Linked DNA regions of Rattus norvegicus: region 1 is linked to region 2. The links are chromatin contacts, called in public Hi-C maps. All regions are on one chromosome and are shown on one strand. Each heading gives the region's core, a stretch centred on a gene start, on an enhancer-like site or on the middle of the called end of the contact. The rest is flanking DNA. Distances are from core to core; before and after follow the strand shown. Region 1 overlaps Stard9 (StAR-related lipid transfer domain containing 9). Region 2 holds the start of Lrrc57 (leucine rich repeat containing 57).

Region 1 (4,962 bases), core at 994-3,493, 57 kb after region 2:
GTAGCAACATTTGAAGTTAATATTTGCTACTTAGTTTGAATACTTTCTCATTCTATATTGGAATTGTCTCAGAGTGTCTATTGCTTTGATAAACACTATTGACAAAACTGAACCTGAGGAGGAAAGGATTTATTTCATCTTATACTTCCAGGTAATAGTTCATCGCTGAGGCAAGTCAGGCAGGGGAGGAAGCTGGAGGTAGAAGTCTTGGTATTGGCTTGCTCCTCATGGCTTATTCAGTCTGCTTTTTTACAGCACCCAGCTCAGGATGGCACCACCTACAGTGGGCTGGGCCCTCCCCCATCAATCAGAAATTGAGAAAATGAACTATAGACTGGCCTACAGACAACAGTTTGTTAGTTTGTTTGATTTCAAGACAGAGTTTTCTGTATAACAGCCCTGGCTGTCCTGGAACTTGCTTTGTGGACCAAACTAGCCTCCACTCACAGAGATCTGCAGGCCTCTGCCTCCTGAGTGGTGGGATTAAAGACACACACTTGCTTGAAGGTAGACTACAGGCAACTCTGATGGAGGCATTGTTTGCAGTTGAGAGTCCTTTAAATGACTCCAGCTGGTGTTAACATGCTGTAAAACTAGCCAGACAGGAACAACATGAGCTTTTTAAAGTTACTTTTGATATTAGTCTACTTGGGATAGAGAACATAATACTAACAGAACAAAAATCTCTCCAGACCAAAGAAACCTATCAGTGACAAGTTCCTTTAGTAATATATAGGCCATGCCTTATGATTGGATCTTGAATGGTTGTCATGAAATTGTTAACCGTGTTGTTGATTCTAGCTGGATTTGAGAAAGGCACATAGACACGTGTCAGACAAGTACGGTGGTGTACCTATTTAATCCCAACAGTCAGGAGGCAAGAGGCAGGTGGATCTGAGTTTGAGGCCAGCCTGGTCTACAAAGTTAGTTCCAGGACAGCCAGGGCTTCACAAAGAAACAAACCCTGTCTCAAAAAACCAAACCAACCAAATAAACAAAACAAAAGGCTATGGTTAGTCTGTGTTATATACTCTCTATACTTGAACTCAAAGACAGACAGACAGACAGACAGACAGATGAAGTTGCCTATCTCTCCTGAATAGGAGCCTACAGTACACTGCAGTTCAGTGTCTTATTTTAGCCTTTAGACTGTCACAGTGAGCTGTTTACATCTGCTTCCTTGTGTTACCTGGGTGGAGCGGAACACACATTCTTTGCCTATTTTCCTCTTTCTAAAGTTGTGAGTTTTCCAGGATCGAATGGGCTAAGTTCAGCATTCTTGGCTGGAGCTCAGAAGCCTGTTGACAGCTTTTATCATTAGGCAAAGTGCTTTCTTCAAAGATACTTTCAAAACACATTTAGGCAGTTATTTGCATTTGGATAAAAACATAGACAAAGAGGACCTAGGCCCACCACACATATGTAGCAGATGTGCAGCTTGATCTTCATGTGGGTCCCAACAGCTGGAGTAGGGGCTGTCTCAGACGATGTTGCCTGCCTGTAGATCCAATTCCCCTGACTGGGCCACCTTGTGTGGCCTCAGTCGGAGAGGATGCACCTAGTCCTGCAGTGAGTTGGTGTGCCAGTGTGAGGTGATGCCCAAGGGAATGGGCCACCCTTTCTCAAAGGAGAAGGGGATGGGGGGATGGGTGAAGGGGGGACCAGGAGGTGAGTGGGGGCTGCAATCGGGATGTAAAGTGAATAAATTAATTAATGGAAAAATATAGACAGAATAACTTTTCCTTGTTTACTCCGCTCTCTCTCTCTCTTTACTCCGCTCAGCTGATCATAAACTGTGGGCAGAAAAAAAATATTTATATTTTGATATGGTTCTTTGCTGTTTCCACCTCTCTTCCCAGCTCCTGCCCTAGGAAGTTGGAGTTCTGTGGAAGATTTTCCAAATAATGAATGGATGGTAGTTAACTCATCTGTTCTAAGGCAGCAAAATATACTTCTTCTTCAGACTCAAGAATTTCACCTGCTCTGACTTTAGGAGGCAAACAAGATCTCCCCTGACCTTTAACTTTGCTAACATGGGGTTAGTGTGACTAGAGAGAGCTGCAAGAGAGATCATGGGAGCTCAAGTTTTTTACTGCACACTGGTTTCCTTTGGCCTTTTGCCCAGATAATGGAAGCATTAAAAAGCAAACAAAAACAAACAGTTCTCTGCCAAGAAGCCTAAGTGCAGCTGCTAAAATACAGAGCTGTGTAGTCCTGACTTAGCTCCTGCTATTTCTGGTTGCCCTGGTTTCATGTGTGAAGTCAGTCTCTGCAGTAGTCTGTGTGATGCCGATACAAGTATCCATCTTACAGCTAGAGAAACAGAAGCTTTCAAAACTTGCCCAGGATCACCCTGCTTTGAAGTGTAAGACCTACACTACAATTTGGAACCATAGCAGATGAGTCAGAATTGAAAGGGAAGTTGAAGAAAGAAAAAAAAATCAGGAACACTGTGGTACCCCCTAGGCATCAGGGATCCATCACAGCACAGCACAGGCAGCAGAGCGCCATCTGCCACTCTTCTGCCTTGTGCTTGGTTCTCTGGGGGAATTGTCAACTGCTGCCTGTGTTTGTCTTTCTTTGGAAAGTCTCCCTGGTTGGTAGCCTCCTCTCAGGAGTCATTGCTCTAGCAGCCCAGAGTGAAGAGGGCGCTGAGGTAATGAACTGGGTTCTGCTTCCCACCAAGACCAACACCAGTGGCCAGAAGTGTTCCAGTGCTGCCTAGCAGAGAACAGTTCAGGTTTCGGGAAACAAAGTACAGTTTCCATATGAGGACTTCTGGAGGTTTCTGGATTTGTCATAAAACCTGACCTCAACTGAAGTGATTGTCTAGCAGAACCTGCCGGCTCTCAGGAGCAGTCAGAAGACAGACCCTCAAGGACAACTTTACCCTAAACTGGAACTGTGGCGGTCTTCAGACCTTGAATTTGCCTTTTGGGGCAGTGTTTCACTATTTCCACTGCATTAGCCATAGTAGGCATTTCCTGGTGTATGAGGAAAAGTACGTTTTTGTTTTTTTTTATCTTTGCCCTGCCTTAGATTTTCATTGTTAGACCGTGAAACACTGGAGCTGAGATATAGCTCAGTCCCTTAAGAATGTTTGCTGCTGGGGTTGGGGATTTAGCTCAGCAGTAGAGCGCTTGCCTAGAAAGCACAAGGCCCTGGGTTCGGTCCCCAGCTCCAAAAAACAAACAAACAAACAAACAAACAAACAAACAAAAAAACCAAACCAAGAATGCTTGCTGCTCTTTCAGAAGACACAGTTCAGTTCCTAGAACCCAGATAGCTCACAACTGCCTGTAACTTCACTTCCATGGGATCTGGCACCTTCTTCTGGTATCAGCAGGTACTCACATTTGTGTGCAATGCTCTACATGCACATACACAGAAATAATTAAAAATAAAGTCTTTTTAAAAAAGACTAGGAAATATGCACTTTAAAAAAAACTAGGCTGATATAGGTACTTAAAAATATTTGAGCAGACTTACTGAATTTTCTCTTACAATTTTTTCCTGAAGTTGAATTGATTCTTATGAAATGATTGAGTTTAGATTCAATATTTTATATTTTTTAAATGTGCTATAGGAAAACGGGCCAATGACAAGCTCTTTGCTTTTGTTGTTACAGGTATTCCGGGACTTGGGGACTGAGGTACTGTCTGGAGCTTCCAAAGGCTACAACATATGTCTCTTTGCCTATGGGCAGACAGGCTCTGGGAAGACATACACCATGCTGGGGACTCCAGTGAGTATTAGCACTGAAGTGAACCATCTTCCAATGCCACAAAAAAAAAAATCTGAATCTTACATTGTCCTTACCACTGTGATTTAGAGTATGACCAATGTTAATGAGATCAATGCCCTCTTCTCTATTAACAACGGGACATCACCACTTTAACTGAATGGTAAACTCTGTATAATTAGTTTCTTTTTGTGAAACCTTGAAAATCCAGAATTTCATGGTTCCCTTGACAAAGAGTCCTTATTGGTCCAACTGGAGATGCATATGGTTTTCAGGTTCATCACTTGAAGCTTAATACTTTTGTTGGGGATTAAAAGTATATAGAGTGTAATACAAGTCGTTTTTAATAACAGAAAATTGAGGGGATAATCCTAGCTGTGGTAGTACCTGCCTTTAACCCCAGAATTTGGGAATAGAGGCAGATAAATCTCTGTGAGTTCCCAGCCAGCCAGCGATACACAGTGAGATTCTGTCTCAAAACAAATAGCAGCAAGAAAAATAGAATTCAAAGGATAGCACTCTTTAATAATACCCTTTCTGCTGCTAGGCGTGGCGGTGCATACCTTTAGTCCCAGCAGAGGCAGAAGGATCTCTGTGGGTTTTAGTCCAACTTTGTCTACAAAGCAAGTCTAGGATAGCCAGGACTCAGAATCCTGTCTTGAAATCCCCCATACCCTAAAAAAAAAAAAAAAGACTCTCCTTTGTTTTAAATGTACAAGTATACTAATGAGACGACCTGGGCAGCTGTTGACCTTGCATAGGGACAGCCTGAAAGAATGTCCACTTCTCTGAGCCCAGCTCATTGTTTCCTTTGTCCATGACTGGTGTGGGTCAGGTATTTGAAATTAAAGAAGAAATTGCCCACTGAACCAAGAGGAACAAAACCTTAAACCTCTGGCTAGATATGAGGTAGAGGAAATAGCAGCTTCTTTGAATTTTTGCACAGTTTTGCAGAGGTTGTTCATTCATGTGTCCTGTGTCTAGGGATAGCAGTAGGAATCTAGAAGGGACCACATTAATAGTGTGAATTTATCCAAGCACAATAAAGTTCACTGCAGGAAAGCACATGTCTAGGTTTACCTGCTTCTCTTATCTGTCTTATGGTGATTATCAGCCTCTTGTCTGTATGTTCCTTTTGTTAGCGTCTCCTGAAAGTGCCAGCTTGTAGTCTTCTCTGTACTTCTATAGAGGCTGGCTAGCACACACACCCATCCTGTGTG
Region 2 (5,328 bases), core at 2,404-4,903:
TGAAGCCAGGGTCCCCTGTTTCCCTCACTGCTGCATCTGACTGACTACCCATCCATTTCTTTTTCTTTTTTATTTATTTTTTTTTCTTTTTTTCAGAGCTGGGGACCGAACTCAGGGCCTTGTGCTTGCTAGGCAAGCGCTCTACCACTGAGCTAAATCCCCAACCCCTACCCATCCATTTCTTGAGAGAACCTCGTGCATAATTTTGACTTTTCCTCTTGAATTTCTCCTAAAATTTTTTGGAGGGGGGCATAATCTTTTTTTTTTTTTTGTCTGTTTTCTCTTTCTTTTTTGTTTTTTGAGACAGGGTTTCTCTGGCTGTCCTTGAACTTGCTCTGTAAACCACGTTTGCCTCCGCCTTCGAGTGCTGGGATGAAAGGCATGCACCACCACCACCACCCTTTTTATTTCTTTAGAATTCTATCCAAGCAGAAATTAATCCCTAATGCTTCCTATTTAACACTCACCCTTCTAGAAAACAATCCTTTTTTTTTTTTTTTTTTTTTTTTGGTTCTTTTTTTCGGAGCTGGGGACCGAACCCAGGGCCTTGCGCTTCCTAGGTAAGCGCTCTACCACTGAGCTAAATCCCCAGCCCCAAAACAATCCTTTTTTAATAGTACAGAATAGAGTTTATTCAGAGCATAGGGAGAGGAGTTAAGAGGGTAGTAGGACAGAGAGAGGAGAGGAGTAGATAGGTGCCGACCATGAGCATGTGGAGACAAGGGAGGAGAGGGGGAAAGGGGACAAAGGGGGAAGAAGGGAAGAGTAAGAGGGAGCAAGAGCGAAAGCAATCATTCTTAAAGCCATTTCACTTATGACCTGATCTCAAATACAGCTTTGTATCTACAGTTGTCACTAAAACATCTGGATGAGTCATCTGAACTCAGCATGTCCATTTAGTAGCATTGTGTAGGTCCTCCAGGTCAACTCCAAACACACTGTGTCTTTGACCAATCTACTACTTTGCCCATTTGATGCTCCATGTCTTTCCCTTCCCATGCAGCAGGATGAACGAGGGTCTGGTACATGATACACAATTTCTGTACCACTCAGCTCTTCTAGAGTGCCAGCCAGGTCACAATTCTGGCTACCTGGCATCTCAAACCATCACTTAGGAACTTACCGAAAATGCAGATTCTTAGACTTCTCAATTGCCGACTCAAACACTAAGGTAAGCATAAGCCCCCAGGTTATCCAAGTACAGTCTGAGAAACTCCACGGTCTGGCAGCAGGGAATGTGGAGTAAGTCAACTAATACCCATGACAGTTCTTTTCCCAGAAATCTCAGGGAAAAGACAAACCTACCTCCAAGGTCGAATATTCTGCTGATTGCAATCTATCACAGTCATAACATGCCTATAGGACTAATAAACAGACACAAAGTGCATGGTGAAGCATAAATGCTAAAATCTCAAGGCTACCTAACCCCAAATGTTTCTTTTATCACTGCGCCTCATATCTAAAGCAGAGCACTTCTCCATACTAATGTTAACCACGAGCTTCAGAACACATTTCAGGTATAAAGTGGTCCCGCAATAACCCAGCTTCAGAATGAACAACTGTCACTCAGGGATCGTTCGTCAGTGTCTGATGTCTGACTCAGATTCTACGTGTATAGTTCTCATCCCTACACTGTGTCATCCCTATGTGCCTCCTTACCAACTGGTGTGAAAAGAAACTGGATATTTGTAAAACTTTCAATAGTTTTTTTTTTTTTTTTTTTTGTAGTTATCTTACCCTGTTACTCTCCTACCTTCCTCAAGACACCTTCAACACCATTCATTACACAACCACTGTCAACCCATGACATGGGCATTGGAGTACGTTCACCTTATATATCTTTTAGCTTCGGATACCTAACTCCATGATTATCATTTAAGGAACAGGAAGTTACCAGAAGACCATAAATGCAAACAAAGTATAGACCTGGTTCTGGTTGAGATTGAGTTCGATGGCCTGCAGCTCCCCGACTGTGTCAGGTATACTCCGAATCTGGTTTTTGGAGAGATCTACTACATCCAGATGCCTCAAGCTACAAAGCTGGGGTGGTAATGCTCCCAGCTGATTCCCAGAGAGGCTCAGGGTCTTCAGAGCCGACAGCTGCCCGAAGGAAGACGGTAGCTCTCTCAGGTGATTGTTGTTGAGACTTAGTGTCTCTAGTTTTTTCAGATTGCATAATTCATCAGGTAGAACAGCTGGTGAAGAAAATTAAAGAAAAAAACTAAATGTTAGAACTAATGAAATTTATAAAAAGACAGCATGGTAACTGCCCCATCTTGGTTTTGTTTCTAATTTTGAGACAGGGTCTCACTAAGTTGTCTAGGGTAGCCTTGGAATTATCTTTCTGCTTCAGCCTCTGAGTGGCTGGGGTTACAGGCCTGACTTCTTACATAGAATCCTCACATGTCATGTCTAGGTTTCACCTTTTACAAACGGTGTTTGGGACTTAAGAAGCCATCAAAATGCAGAAAAGTGTGTACGTATATAATGGATTCTTTTTGTAAAGGGGCTTAAGTGTATTCTAAAAACAATCTGGGGAAGGTTAAAAGATTCATTCCACCCTGCCACCCAAATTAGATAACTGTTTACATCGTGTTTACATCGATTCCCAAAGGTCTTCCTAGTCCAAATTAACCTAGTAATAATGATTACACTACCCAAGGAGGCTTTTAGATTTAATTACAAGAGATAAAAGCTTCAATACTCTAACATTCTGCATCCCCTAAACTGATTTCATAACAAAAATCATCTAACAGGGAAAACACCCTTCAGTAAAACTGCCGATTACTAGCCAAAGCTGCCCAGGCACAAAATCCATACTCAGTTTGTTGTTGTTGAGAGAGAGACTCTTTAGCAGAGTGAACTTTCCTATTATCAGAGGTGGTAGGCTGTCGATCTTGTTGTTGGACAAATCGATGGTCCTAAGATTGCTTGTCAGCTTCTGCAACTCTGAGGGGAACTGGAGAAAGGAGCTCACAGTGTGGAAAAATCCTGCACCAATAGACTTCGCCACCCCGCCATCCCTCTCCCTTTTAGTTTCTAGGTCCGGTCCCCTCAGGTCTCACCTCGGTCAGACCACGGTCTTTAAGCTGAAAGACACCAGTTTTCTGCGCTGTTTCCACATGAGCACGGAGGGCACTGTTTCCCATCCTAGCACCACGGCTCAGTTCCCTGCAGGAAAGAAGCATAGCTGTCACCGCCCAGTCTAGACATACAGCCATCGCTAAACCTCTCGTTTAGGTCTCCTGTCCCAGTTGTCACCTTCTGCCTATCCCTACTTCCCAGGGGCCAGCCCAAGAGTAACAAGGGGAAAGCAAGCGAGCAGATAGTGCTACCACAAGATCCTGCTGCGTTGGCACCTGAGTTAAGGGCCAGGGAGCCTCCGATAGCTGCTGCCGGAACAGGGAGCTCAAGACTCGCCTCCTACCGCTCAGTGCAGAGAAGACTCCACCAGGGAACACCCGGGACCCGCGCTCGCCTGAGACGCGCTCCCAGGGCTTCCGCCCGGGTAGGAACGCCCTGTGACATCATCAAACCGCGCGCACGTTCGCTGTGTGCCCCTCACTCCTCGCGCCAGTTCCAGAGGTGCGTTGGAGCCATGGCTGCCGCCAACCCGTGGGACCCAGCGTCCGCGCCGAGTGCAGCTGGGTTACTGCTGAACCACTTGGTGGCTTCAGGGATAGTCACTGAGGTACGTGGGGGGCGGCGACGGCGTCATCAAGGTGGCGACAGAATTCAGCTGTGAGGTGGTGGTCCTGGTTACCCGGGCGTGAGTGAGCCAGTTGAGGATTGTGTTGAGTACTTAGTAGCGTCCCTTGGAGACTGCAGCCGTGACCATACTCCCGTGGGCTCTTCGAGTGTGAGGGACAGAGTGCTGGTGTTCCGAGCACTCTGTTTTGAGTGCCTGCAGGTTATCCCAGGCCGGTTTGTCGGAGATGGACCAGCATTCCGCTTTTTTTTTTTCTTTTCAGTGATACTACTTCCTCTAGAAGAGTGTTTCTCAACCTTCCTAAGGATACGATCCTTTAATACAGTTCATGTTGTGATGACCCCCAACCATAATATCATTTCCGTTGGTTGCTGCTTCATAACTGTGATCTTGCAACTGTTAGGAATATTAATGTAAACATCTGTGTTTCCCGGTGGTCTTTAGGCGACCCGTGTCTGTTAAAGGGTTGTTTGACCCCCACCAAGAGTTGAGAGTCACTCAGTTGAGAACCACCGCTCTAAATTGTAGAGTGGGGACAGTGAGAAAGAAATAGTGGCAGGTATCTTTAAAAACATTTCCAACAACGCCTGTTAATGGGAATTATTAAAATATATCTGGGGCCCTGTGTACAGAAGAACTCTAGCGGAGACTCTTTAGGACAGCATCTATTAAAAGTGTGTGTTTGTCTCTGTGTGTCTGGGTATGCCCTTGCACTGTGAAGATTTTGAGACAAGAATAAAGAGTAGCCCAAGAAGTGACTGTTTTGACAAGCAGGTAGACAGAAGGGAGAAATCGAATATCTGAAGGAATAACTGAAAGGAATGAGGGAGTGAGAAATCAAGCACATTATGATTGAAGGAAGGAAACTGATACAAAAAGGAAGTTGAGGAAAGTTAGTTAATTCGTCTGTAGAAATTAGCAGTGCTAGTAATGGAAGATTTTTTAATTGTTTATTTTTATTTTATGTACATTGATGTTTTGCCTGTTTGTATATCTGTGTAAAGGTGTCAGGTCCACTGGAATGGGAGTTACAGACCGTTGTGAGCTGCTTTGTGGTTGCTGGGAATTAAACCCAGACCCTCTGGAAGAGCAAATCAGTGCTTTCAACCACTGAGCCATCTCTCCAGCCCCTTGGTTTCATTGTTTTTTGGTTTTAATGTCTGAAAGAGGTAATAGAGACTTCACACATGTCCTAAAGTGTTTAAGAAACCTAAATAGCCAGATGTGGTGACACAAGACTTGGGAACACTTGGGAGCTGGAAGCAGAAAGATTGCTCAGAGTTCAAGGCTAGCCTAGGATAGAGGGAGGAGACCATGTCTCCATTAAACAAATAAGAAGCACCTAAAGAGACTAAGAAATCAGTATCACTCAGCAAGCTGGCAGAATTAGATCCTATAACTCTCTCCCTTTTGCTCTATCATCTTTTAAAATGAGTTAACAGCCAGACAGGGTGGTACACAGCTGTAATCCCAGGGCTAGTGAGTTACAGACCATCTAGGGCCACATAGCAAGACTCAGTCTCTAAATAAATAGTGCTAAAATAATAAGGGTGAATGTGATAGCATTGTGCTGTGAAAGATTTTGGACTTTGTTTAAGACCCAGCATTACTTTGAGTGT

What was found. Hi-C and Micro-C count contacts between places; a contact is called where the count stands out from the background.
Region 1: a contact with region 2 is called in a Hi-C map of psoas muscle, with 2.7 times the contacts expected there. The contact joins the enhancer-like site here to the promoter of Lrrc57 in region 2. A contact is called at or near these places in 8 of 12 Hi-C or Micro-C datasets (the A7r5 cell line, the Rat2 cell line, Schwann cells and 5 more).

Annotation. Positions count from the first base shown.
Region 1 is chr3:128,061,853-128,066,814 of GRCr8, forward strand. It overlaps Stard9 (StAR-related lipid transfer domain containing 9), which reads left to right. Exons shown (of 33, transcript NM_001427830.1): 4 at 3,629-3,745. Among named protein-coding and RNA genes, the nearest start is that of Stard9, 29 kb to the left of the region's middle. Within about 2 kb of position 2,244, at least 46 of the 93 cell types and tissues checked have an H3K27ac peak or open chromatin away from gene starts, as enhancers often do.
Region 2 is chr3:128,003,351-128,008,678 of GRCr8, forward strand. Lrrc57 (leucine rich repeat containing 57) reads right to left here and starts at 3,654. Exons shown (of 6, transcript NM_001012354.2): 1 at 3,360-3,654; 2 at 3,066-3,171; 3 at 2,821-2,959; 4 at 1,927-2,195. The coding sequence starts at 3,149. Haus2 (HAUS augmin like complex subunit 2) reads left to right here and starts at 3,544. Exons shown (of 6, transcript NM_001402746.1): 1 at 3,544-3,691. The coding sequence starts at 3,599.